Linked DNA regions of Gossypium hirsutum: region 2 is linked to region 1. A link is a contact called in public Hi-C data. All regions are on one chromosome and are shown on one strand. The core of a region is the stretch at or near the end of the contact, and the rest is flanking DNA. Distances in the headings are between cores, read along the strand shown.

Evidence for each region. Hi-C and Micro-C count contacts between places; a contact is called where the count stands out from the background.
Region 2: a contact with region 1 is called in a Hi-C map of leaf, with 1.9 times the contacts expected there. The contact joins the promoter of LOC107917540 here to the enhancer-like site in region 1. A contact is called at or near these places in 3 of 34 Hi-C or Micro-C datasets (all in leaf).

Annotation. Positions count from the first base shown.
Region 1 is chrA01:22,247,253-22,252,738 of Gossypium_hirsutum_v2.1, reverse strand. No RefSeq gene overlaps it. Among protein-coding and RNA genes, the nearest start is that of LOC107916789, 19 kb to the left of the region's middle. Within about 2 kb of position 3,863, at least 4 of the 9 cell types and tissues checked have an H3K27ac peak or open chromatin away from gene starts, as enhancers often do. A contact at or near this core is called in leaf, where this site is marked.
Region 2 is chrA01:22,364,501-22,369,318 of Gossypium_hirsutum_v2.1, reverse strand. LOC107917540 (auxin-responsive protein SAUR50) reads right to left here and starts at 3,392. Exons shown (of 1, transcript XM_016846869.2): 1 at 2,637-3,392. The coding sequence starts at 3,267. The coding sequence ends at 2,947.

The DNA of each region.
Region 1 (5,486 bases), core at 2,614-5,113:
CATACTTCGTTTGAGACACAAATGTTCCATCTTTCATTTGTTTCACTTCGACTCCAAGAAAGTATAACATTTCACCTATATCTGTCATTTCAAATTCTTTAGTCATAGCTTTCTTAAAGTCATTGAACATACCTGGATTGTTTCCCGTGAAAATCATATCATCCACATATAAGCACACGATCATGATGTCACCAATTTCATTTTTCTTCATATATAGAGCATGCTCGTTTGGGCTTTTCATGAACCCATTCTTCTGAAAGTATTCATCTATTCTTGTGTTCCATGCTCTCGAAGCTTGCTTCAGTCCATATAAAGCTTTCTTTAAACAATAAACTTTGTCTTGTTGTCCTTGTTTGCTATATCCAAGTGGTTGTTCAATGTAGACTTCTTTTTCCAGGTAGCCATTAAGGAATTCTGACTTCATGTCCATCTGATAAATTTTCCATTTATTTTGTGTTGCAATTGCCATGAGAAGCCTTATAGTATCAATTCTGGCGACTGGAGTAAATATTTCATCATAGTCTACACCATATCTTTGCTTGTAGCCTTTGGTAACTACTCTTGCTTTGTATTTCTCCACTTTTCCTTCTTTGTTGGTCTTCGCCTTGTACACCCATTTGACTCCAATTAGACTATGTCCTTCTAGTAGACTTGTTAGCTCTCATGTGTCATTTCTTCTTATTGCTACAATTTCTTCATCCATTACCTTCTTCCATCTGACATCTTTAATTGCATCTTCATATATTATTAGATCGCATTCTGTTATTAAATAGAATAATGAATAATCGAGTATTATTTCTATAAGTTCTATAACCTCATAAATATCGCGTAAACTACGCATTCTTGCAGGTGCCTCCTTTAAGTTGCTGGTATTGTTGCTGGTTGGTGATGATGATGTTGTAGGAGTTGTTCCAATAGGACTTAGAAGAGGGCTTTAATCGTTTCTTTGTTCTTGATTAATAAAGTCGTCGTCTTTGTCATCACTGAAAAATAATCCTTCAATTTTCTTTTCTTCTTCACTCCATCTCCAATAATCAGCTTCATCGAATTCGACATTTCTTGAAATAATAACTTTCTTGGTGAAAGGGTTGTATAACCTATATGTCTTGCTTCTTTTTTCATAACCAATGAAAATACATTTTACTCATTTATCGTCAAGCTTCTTTCTTGTCTGATCAGTAACATGAGCATATGCAATACATCCAAAAATCTTGAGATGTCCGACTTCTGGCTTTTGATTGCTCCAAGCTTCGTTTGGCATCTTGTATTTCACACTTTTTGTTCGACACCGGTTCAACAAATAAACAGCATATTGAACAGCTTTAGCCTAGAAAGTTCTTGGTAAATGCTTACCTTTAACCATGCTTCTTGTCATATCAAGAATAGTGCGGTTCTTTCTTTCAGCAACCCCTTTTTGTTATGGTTTGTACACAGTTGTCAACTGGTGAATAATTATGTGTTTCTTGCAGAAGCTTTCAAATAGCTTTGAATTATACTCACCACCTCTATTGGTTCTGAGTATCTTAATGAAATGTTCACTTTATTTTTCTACCATGGCTTTGAACTCGATAAACTTGTCAAATGCTTCTAATTTTGTTTTAAGAAGATATATCCAACTTTTTCTAATAAAATCATCAATAAAAGTAACATAGTACCTGTTTCCACCAAGTGATGTATATCAAAAGGACTTACTATATCGAAGTGCACGATCTCCAATGGTCTCCTGGCTCGTCGAGGTTTTCCCACTTCAAAACTCTGTCTGTGTTGTTTTCCTTTAATGCAGGCTTCACACAGTTGATCAAGAGGATTAATTTCTGGCAACCAATTCACCATATTTTCTTTTGACAATAGCTTCAGGCCAGAAAATCCAAGATGCCCGAACCTTAAATGCCACGACCATGATTCATCTTTAGTTGTATTCTTCATGCATTTCACCTCTCCAGATTCAATGTCAATAGTAAACAAAGGGTTATGCGTCATATCAACTTGGGCAATTAATTCACCACTCTTATTTTTTAAGGCGAGCATAGAATTCTTCATATGTACTTCATATCCTTTTTCTAAAAGTTGTCCAAGGCTGATAATGTTGCTTTTCAAAGCTGGTACGTAATAAACATCTAAAATGAACTTCTTTTCTCCATTCTATTATGTAATAGTGACTTTGCATTTGCCTTTGACCGTGGCATGCGATTCATCTCTAAACGTTACTTGTCCATGAATGTTCTCATCCAACTCTGAAAATAAGTCTTTTCGGCCACGCATGTGATTGCTAGCACAATTATCAAGATACCAAATATTTTTTCTTGATTTTTCACTTTCTTTATAAGTGAGGAATATACTAGATTCCACGTTTTCTTCTTCTTTAGCTGCTGCTACATGATTTCTCTCCTCCATCTTTGGATTTGATCTACACTCTTAACTACAATGGCCATATTTATTGTAATTATAACATTGTACCTGAGATTTATTTCCTTGTTGAAATCTACCTCTGCCTCGACCTCGGCCTCGAGCTCCTTGTCCATAACTTGATGTTTGATATTCGTCACTTGTTTAGACTTTACCATATGATTGATTGCCTCGTCCACGTGATCCTCGTCCACCTCTATTTCTGCCTCTATATGCTCCACGGTATCCTCCACGATTGCTCATACCTTGTCCAAAATTATCTTTAGCTCCTCTTTTGTTGAAGGACAACTTGCTTTGCAAGACTTGGTCCGAATTTCCAGTATCATCAGTTAGCTTCATTTTATGCTCATGGGCTTGGAGGGAACCCACAAGTTCGTCGATTGATATTTTTGATAAATCTTTTGACTCTTCAATGGCAACCAACACATAATCAAATTTGCGTGTCAATGACTGCAAAAGTTTTTCCATTACTCTGACATCATCAAGTGTTTCTCCATTTCTTTTCATTTCATTTACCACCGCTTTCACTCGAATAACATAATCATCAATACTTTCTGATGGTTTCATTTTCAACGTCTCAAATTCGGCTCTAAAGGTTTGTAAACGTACCTTTTTGGCCTCTTTTGCTCCTTGAAGGGATTTTTACAAAATTTCCCATGCTTCGTTGATGTCTTCGCATTTGAAATTTTTTCAAAGGTTGATTCATCAACACCTTGAAAAATAAAGAACACCACCCTATTATCTTTTTTATGAGCTTCTTTCAATACTCTTTTTTCTTCATTTGTCAAACCTGCTTCGGCAGCTGCATTTTCGAGCTCGACATATCCTTCTTTGATAATGTCCCAACAATCTTGAGAATCGAGCAAAGCCCTCATCTAGATGCTCCAATTGCCATAATTTGTCTTTGTTAATTTCGGGATCTGCGGTTGAATCATATTTGCCATTGTGACGTCAACACGAACCTAACTCTAATACCACTTGTTGGAAGAGTAATAAAAAAATAACTCAAATACTAATTTTATTACACACAAATAAAATATAATACAAATTCTCTTTTATTTTTTCTCCCTATACTAGTTGCAGCTAGTTTTTCTTTCTATACTCACAACATTTTTTTTCTCAATACTAGTTAATTTTTCAGCACTCACACACACAAATTATACATATATATATAGACATAATCAGCCCATTTTTCCCTGCCGTGTAAGACTCTCCAATGTTTGCTGCCATTATCCTTGAAATTTCAGCATTATCCAATTTGTAAAGTTGTATTCAATTTGAAAACCAAGTTGTATGAGGTAGAACCCAATTTGGATATGACTTCTTTAGTTGCAAATTTTGACCTTGAAAAGTTGGTTTGATTTCTAACAACAACTCCTCCGACATCTTTGCCTGAGTTTGCAGCCACCACATCAATAGAACGTTCCAGATTTGGATACACAGCCGTCGACGAGCATAAATCATTTACATGCCTCTACTTACCTCAAAAGAAACAAACTATCGGAATAGCCTTATATTCCACCCATTGAACGGCGCTATCGACCACAACCTGAGACACTAGGGGCTTCTTGAGGTTGATAAACACAGCCAAACAGCGAATCGACCTCTGGTTCAGTTATCAGTCTAGAAATCCAACTTAGCTACTTTTCTAACTAGCCTCCCGATAGCCTCCACAATTTTCTATCTAGACATAAAACCTCTTTTTGGGAATGTACATGCTTCAATAAAATCACGTCGAAATTCATGTATTATTTCTGGTCAAATTCATAGAGTTTTACCCCTCATGCACACATCATTAGCATTCAACAATGCTAAGGTATTTCATTCAATTAGTAGATAATATTAAGGTATGATTCAGTGACTATTTATGGTAGGGGCTTTGATTTGAAGGTGAGGTAAAAATTTAATTCTAGTGTGGAAGAAAATAGCGTCACGTTAAAAGGGTCGACGCACATGAAGCCCATGTTCCCTTTTGTCTAAATTAGGGAGCAGAAAGGTTCATCCACCAACCTCTCATCTCCTTACCTATAGTATACAACGTTGTATCCCTTATTCTAAATTGCAAACATGGACTTCCCTAATCTGTAAATATATATATATACACAAAGGGAATACTTAACAAACCAGATGATCTTATTCTAATTAAGAAAACAAAGAGAATGTGACCCTTACAACAAATACCCTGAAAGACCATGTATATATGTATGGAGTTCCAAATGCAACACTAACAGAGTCTAAACCACACATTTGACAAAGGGAAATGAAAGCACAAACTTTTGGAAACCTACTCCTAAAATTGAATATATTGAAGGGTGTGATGAAGAAATGAGAAAAAAGGGGTGCTGGCCCCATTTTTACAGCTAAGCTCGCTTCTATATGAACCATGGACGGAAAGGACCTTACGGATGGTACCTTTGAATTAAACGGGGAGATGAAGCACATGTAGTGTGTAAGACAAAAGGAAGCAATAAATGCTATGTTTCAGTTGATGGTCTGCTACACGACTCTGTATTATCATAAGTTCTGGTGCTTTGCATGCTATTTCAGGGTGCAAGAATTATATTGCAAGTGGTCCAAGCCAGCTGGGTGGATGGTTTGTTGTGTATGGGACGTCCTAACCACGAGCCTCGAAGTTTCGAGGAAATTTGGGTAGCTTTTGCGCCATGGGAAGACAGTTAAAAGTTAAAAGGCAGACATTTTAATGACTGAAAATTATGACTGTCAACAAAATTTATAACTACACATGGCAACTATCTGTATCAAAAATCTTCCAATAGTAGATTCTTATTTTTGGCCGCTGACATGATGTGAAAAATAAAACGTCGATAATGATAATGTATTGCAAAGAAAAGAGAAAAAAATAAAGAATACAAAGATTTTACGTGAAAATCCTTTCGGGAAAAAGTCACGGATAGAAGAAAAGATAATTCATTAAGTTAAATTCGAATGATTACAAGAGGAGTAGACTATGTTTATTTATAAGTTTATAAAATCATATTCTAATAGAAAAATTGTAATAAGATTGAAACACATTATTCTAATCAATATATATCAAATAGATGAAATGTAATAAGGTTTAA
Region 2 (4,818 bases), core at 2,143-4,642, 120 kb before region 1:
TTTAGATTAATTTACTAAAAATATTAGATCAGATAAAAAATTTACGAAAATAAATAAGAAAAAGTGTATTAGATCCCTCCCTTTCCCTTATAAACCTTGAATCAGAAGTTAATTAATATGTGAAAACCCCCAAACATGTAAACCCTACAGAACAGCCCACCCCCCAACATGAATAGCTTTCCTTGTCCTAATACCTAAAATAATTCTGACTTTGAAATTTGGAAAATACTTTTAGTTGGACAAAAAGAAAAAAAAATTGAAATAACAGTGAGTGGAGCAGCCAAATCCAACAATGTAGCAGAGATGAATAATATCAAACATACAAGCTTCATTTAATTGTTCATCATCACCAATCTTTGATCTATGATTTCCACCCCAAAAAAGAAAATAAAGGAAATGAAGAATATGATATAATATGTTATGGAGGTGGTTTATTATCCACAACTTTTTTCAAGGGTTGAATTCTTTTTAATACAAAGTAGAAGATAAAATTGTTCAGTGATTGAATTCAATCCATAAATAATTTATTAATTCAACTTTCAACCCTTCACCAATCACTCTTTTTGTTGCAATTTTGTATTAATCTAGTAGTTTTAATGATAATTATTATTCTTGCTTAATTAATGATACTTTTATATATAACTAAAATATGTTATAAGTCTAACAACAGAAGTTAGGTGAGATAGAAATTGTCTCTTCTATCTAAATCTGTGATACGATGATTCGATCTTTGCTTCAGATATGGAATATCTTTAAAATTCGTGGTCAAAATCTATCCCCTTAATTGGTCTACAAAATACAAATGATTAGTGACTAGGCTCGCTCCGATAAATACTTTAATTACAAATATTACAAATATTAAAACGACATTGTAACCACTTGATTTGATACAATCACATGGAGTTTTTAATTTTGATAATACTTACACTTATGATTGTCTTAATCACACTATTGAGTTGATCTTTGCTGTTAAGCAATTTGGGATTTAAAGCATTTTTTATCATTTTATCTACTAATCACCTACATTTTAATCCTTCACAGCTGCCCACTTTGAAAATTAGACTTAATTAAAAATTAATGTGAATATATTTTTTTAAAATAAGGTAAATACTACATTTTTTTTATTTGGATTTTTAAAATTATAACTCATAATTATACACAAATTATAAGAAATTGCAACCTACAAGGAATTGAATAATTAATTGAACATTAAAATCCTAAAATCTGGATTTTATCATTTAAGACAATTAAGCTTTACGGAGATAAATAATATTTTTTAAGTAGAATAAATTATCCAGAGTTTAAAGGTTTTTGGGTAGAAGATACTTGATTTGCAGAAAATCTTAGTTTTTGGAGGAATTGAAAGAGACAATATTATTAGATTAGATTAAACATGAGAGATGGAATGGAAAAATAACACATAAAAACAAAATTCACCAAACCCTAATTTACAAATAAGATTTGAACCTTAACTTTTTCCAACAAAAATTGATCCCAGAGATTCATAATATACTATTACCCCTGTGAACCTTTGTCTTCATTTTATGATTCATTCTTCCCCTAATTATTAGGATTGCATGGACAAACTCCTATTTAACGCGGAATATAAATTAATGGGTGTAACTAATTAAACCGAAACATTATCCACGTAAAATTTTATATTCCAATTTTGAAGTCTTAAGTAAAGGCTAGTCCTTGTAAGCAAAACCTAAATCGTAAACCAACCATATTGTATACATTCAACGTACGGCCGCATGCATTCCATTAAATAAAGAAATCCCCAATCCAGTTAATGTCATTTAAAGTAGCATTTAAACTAACACCAAATCTATCAAGCTTCTTTTATTTTTTTTTATTACAACTTTTTTCAATTTTTGTTTCGCTTAAATCTTTGTTTCAGTTTGATATTACTATAACTTTAGGAAAACATCAAAAATTTTAATTAAAATCCCACCTATAATTCATTAATCACTAGTGATTTTTTTATATTTTTTATATCCGTTTTACGATAAATGTTTAAAGTTTTTAGCTTCTCCTCTTCATTGCATCTCTCTCGTAGACATGTAATATATTTTATCATTACACTTTACATTTTATGATTATTTAATTATACTTTTCAAAGCTACCGTTATTAAACAAAATATATGTTTTTTAATATTTTTCAATGATATTTATGGGCAATTTGAATCGTTGAATAAATTTAAATAAAAAATTACTGAGTTATGCATCTAGATATACACACTGCTACTTTACAGTTTACTGTTACAGACAGCTGAGTGATGCACATTGTGTGTGGTGGGAAAAAGAAGTGAAACTTAAATAAGATTGGATGTTGGCAATGACCAATGGAAACCAGCACAAGTATATTTTTTTTTCTTTCTTTTTAGCTTTTTTTGTTCACCAAAGGTCTTTCACCAAACACAAACAAAAAAAGAAGCTAACTTTGTTTGTTTTAACCTTTTTAATTTTCTTTTCTTAATTTCATTTTTTTTTTGTTTTAATATTCGTTTTGGTTTCATTTCATGTCTGGCAAAATATTCGAATCAGCTATCTGATGTACATATATATATTTTCTTATAACAGTCCTTAACGGTTTAACTGTTCAATTGGGTAGAAAAATAGGAAAGAAAATAAGATAAAAAGAATGGCCCCAAATCCTTGATAAATTTTCACTCTCTCACAGGTACATTGGTAGTTGATAATACATACAAGCCACACCTCAGTGAGGAAAATATTTCAAGTTTTTCTCAGATTTACAAATCTAAAAAAACCCACATAAAATCAAACAATATTCATGGGTTTTTGGGTCATATCAGTTAACAAAAAAAAATAATAAAGAAAAATAATAAAGGGAAAATCTAATAAAAAGAGAAGCAATGAAGCAGCTTCACCTTAATTTCATATATATCCTCCATTTAAAAGCCTAACCATATAAAAACAGTCTTATTATCTGAGCATGGACGTTAGAGACTGGAAAACAACTTCTTCACAAGGAATGGTGAGGCCCATGTCGTGATCAAACCCGAATTCTTCTTCAGCTTGATGAAGCAAGCTTTGAAACTCGGGTCGGGTCAAGAAGGAGATGGGAACTATATATCTGCTTCTGTTTTCACCAACATATACCACAAAATGACCTTTCGGGACATCCAAAGGGAGTCCTTGTTCATCAGCGTAGCTTTGTTTCTTCCCTAAGCTGGAACATCTTTTCAGGATTTGCTTTATCATTGCTGTTTGTGCCAATTTGTTTGATTTCCTGCTGATAGCCATTCTCTTTTGGGATTGCAAATAAGAGTTGAGAGGAAAAAGAGAGGTGTGTTTAAAAGAGGTAAGGAGGGTATATATGGTGAGCCAATAGATTTTCAAGGAGATTGAGAAACAAAGTCATGTGGGGTTGTGGGGACAAAGTTGAGAGATGGGTATGGTTTTGGGATGAGGGGGGGGGGGTCTGAAAATGAGGTCACAAGACATCCCTGAAGGCAACGCATTGGGTTTAAAACCCCAATGTTGCCCTCCCAAAGGACATCATGGTCCCTCTTTCTCTCTCACCTGCCTTCGTCAACTTTTTCAAGCTTCCAACCAAACTAATTCTTCTCTATACTACTTGCTTGAGAACTAACCACCAAGTCCAGCCCCTTGTCCTTCCCATGCTTCTTATTCCTACTTACGTATATACTCCTACGCTCTTTAAAATATCTTCCAATTTTAAATGTTACTGATTTAGCAATATAAGAGTTAAGACTTCTTACCTTGCTTTCTTGCTATCCATTAAGTGAAATTTCTTCCACGGGATGCTAATTTCCGAGGGTTAAAAATTAGAGAGAGTTGCATTTTCTATAGTACATAGGGTGAAGTTGGATTAAATCAGGTAAAATTAAGTGAATTTGAGTTGATAAGTTATATTTTATCATCCTAATTCAATTAATTTTTTTTGAATTGAGTCGAGTGAAATTGTTTCAGTTAAATTAAAAAATTAAACTTATCAAAATAAAATCTTGTTACAATATATAACTAGTTCCATATTAAGCATATAAATTTAAAATCATATATATTTAGAAACTCTTTTAAAGTGAAATAATAAAAAAAGGTATTTTAGTATGATAAGCTTAAATTGGCAATTTACTTGTTTAGATCATCAAAATTATTATTTTAATTATTTTAATTTTTAAGCATTTTTAAAATTTTTTTAGAATTTTTAATTTTTAATTTTTAAAAATATATATGAAAAGTTGATTTTTTTTATAAATATTTTGATTTTTAAAAAATATTTTGAATTTTTTTTTGAAAGTGATCAATTTGCTCATTTTCGAAAGGCTTAATATAACATTTGATACCTAAGCTTGACACTTTTTTCTAATTTGGTACCTAAACTTTTTTTGTCCCAATTTGGTACCTGAACTTTTTTTGGCCCAATTTGGTACCTGAACTTTACACTTTTTCCTAATTTGATACCTAAACTTTTTTTAGGCCCAATTTGGTACCTAAATTTATTAAACGTTATACAAATTACGCAAAAAATAAATTTTATGTTATGCTACAAATATATTGTCAGTATTAGAGGAAATTTATGTCAAAAAATAGGTATTGGGCTATGCTTAACGAATTTATATTAAATAAGAAAAAAAAAGATTTTTAAAAACCCCAAATTAAAAGAAATTTATTATTTTTAATTAATTAATTAAAACTAAAAGTAATTGAACATATAAAACACAAAAAATATCATATCATCTTTCACATGTCGGTCATACATTGATTATTAAATAACATTGTTAGTATATTGAAGTAATTGGTAAAATGTTTGACAAGTACCAAATCGAACAA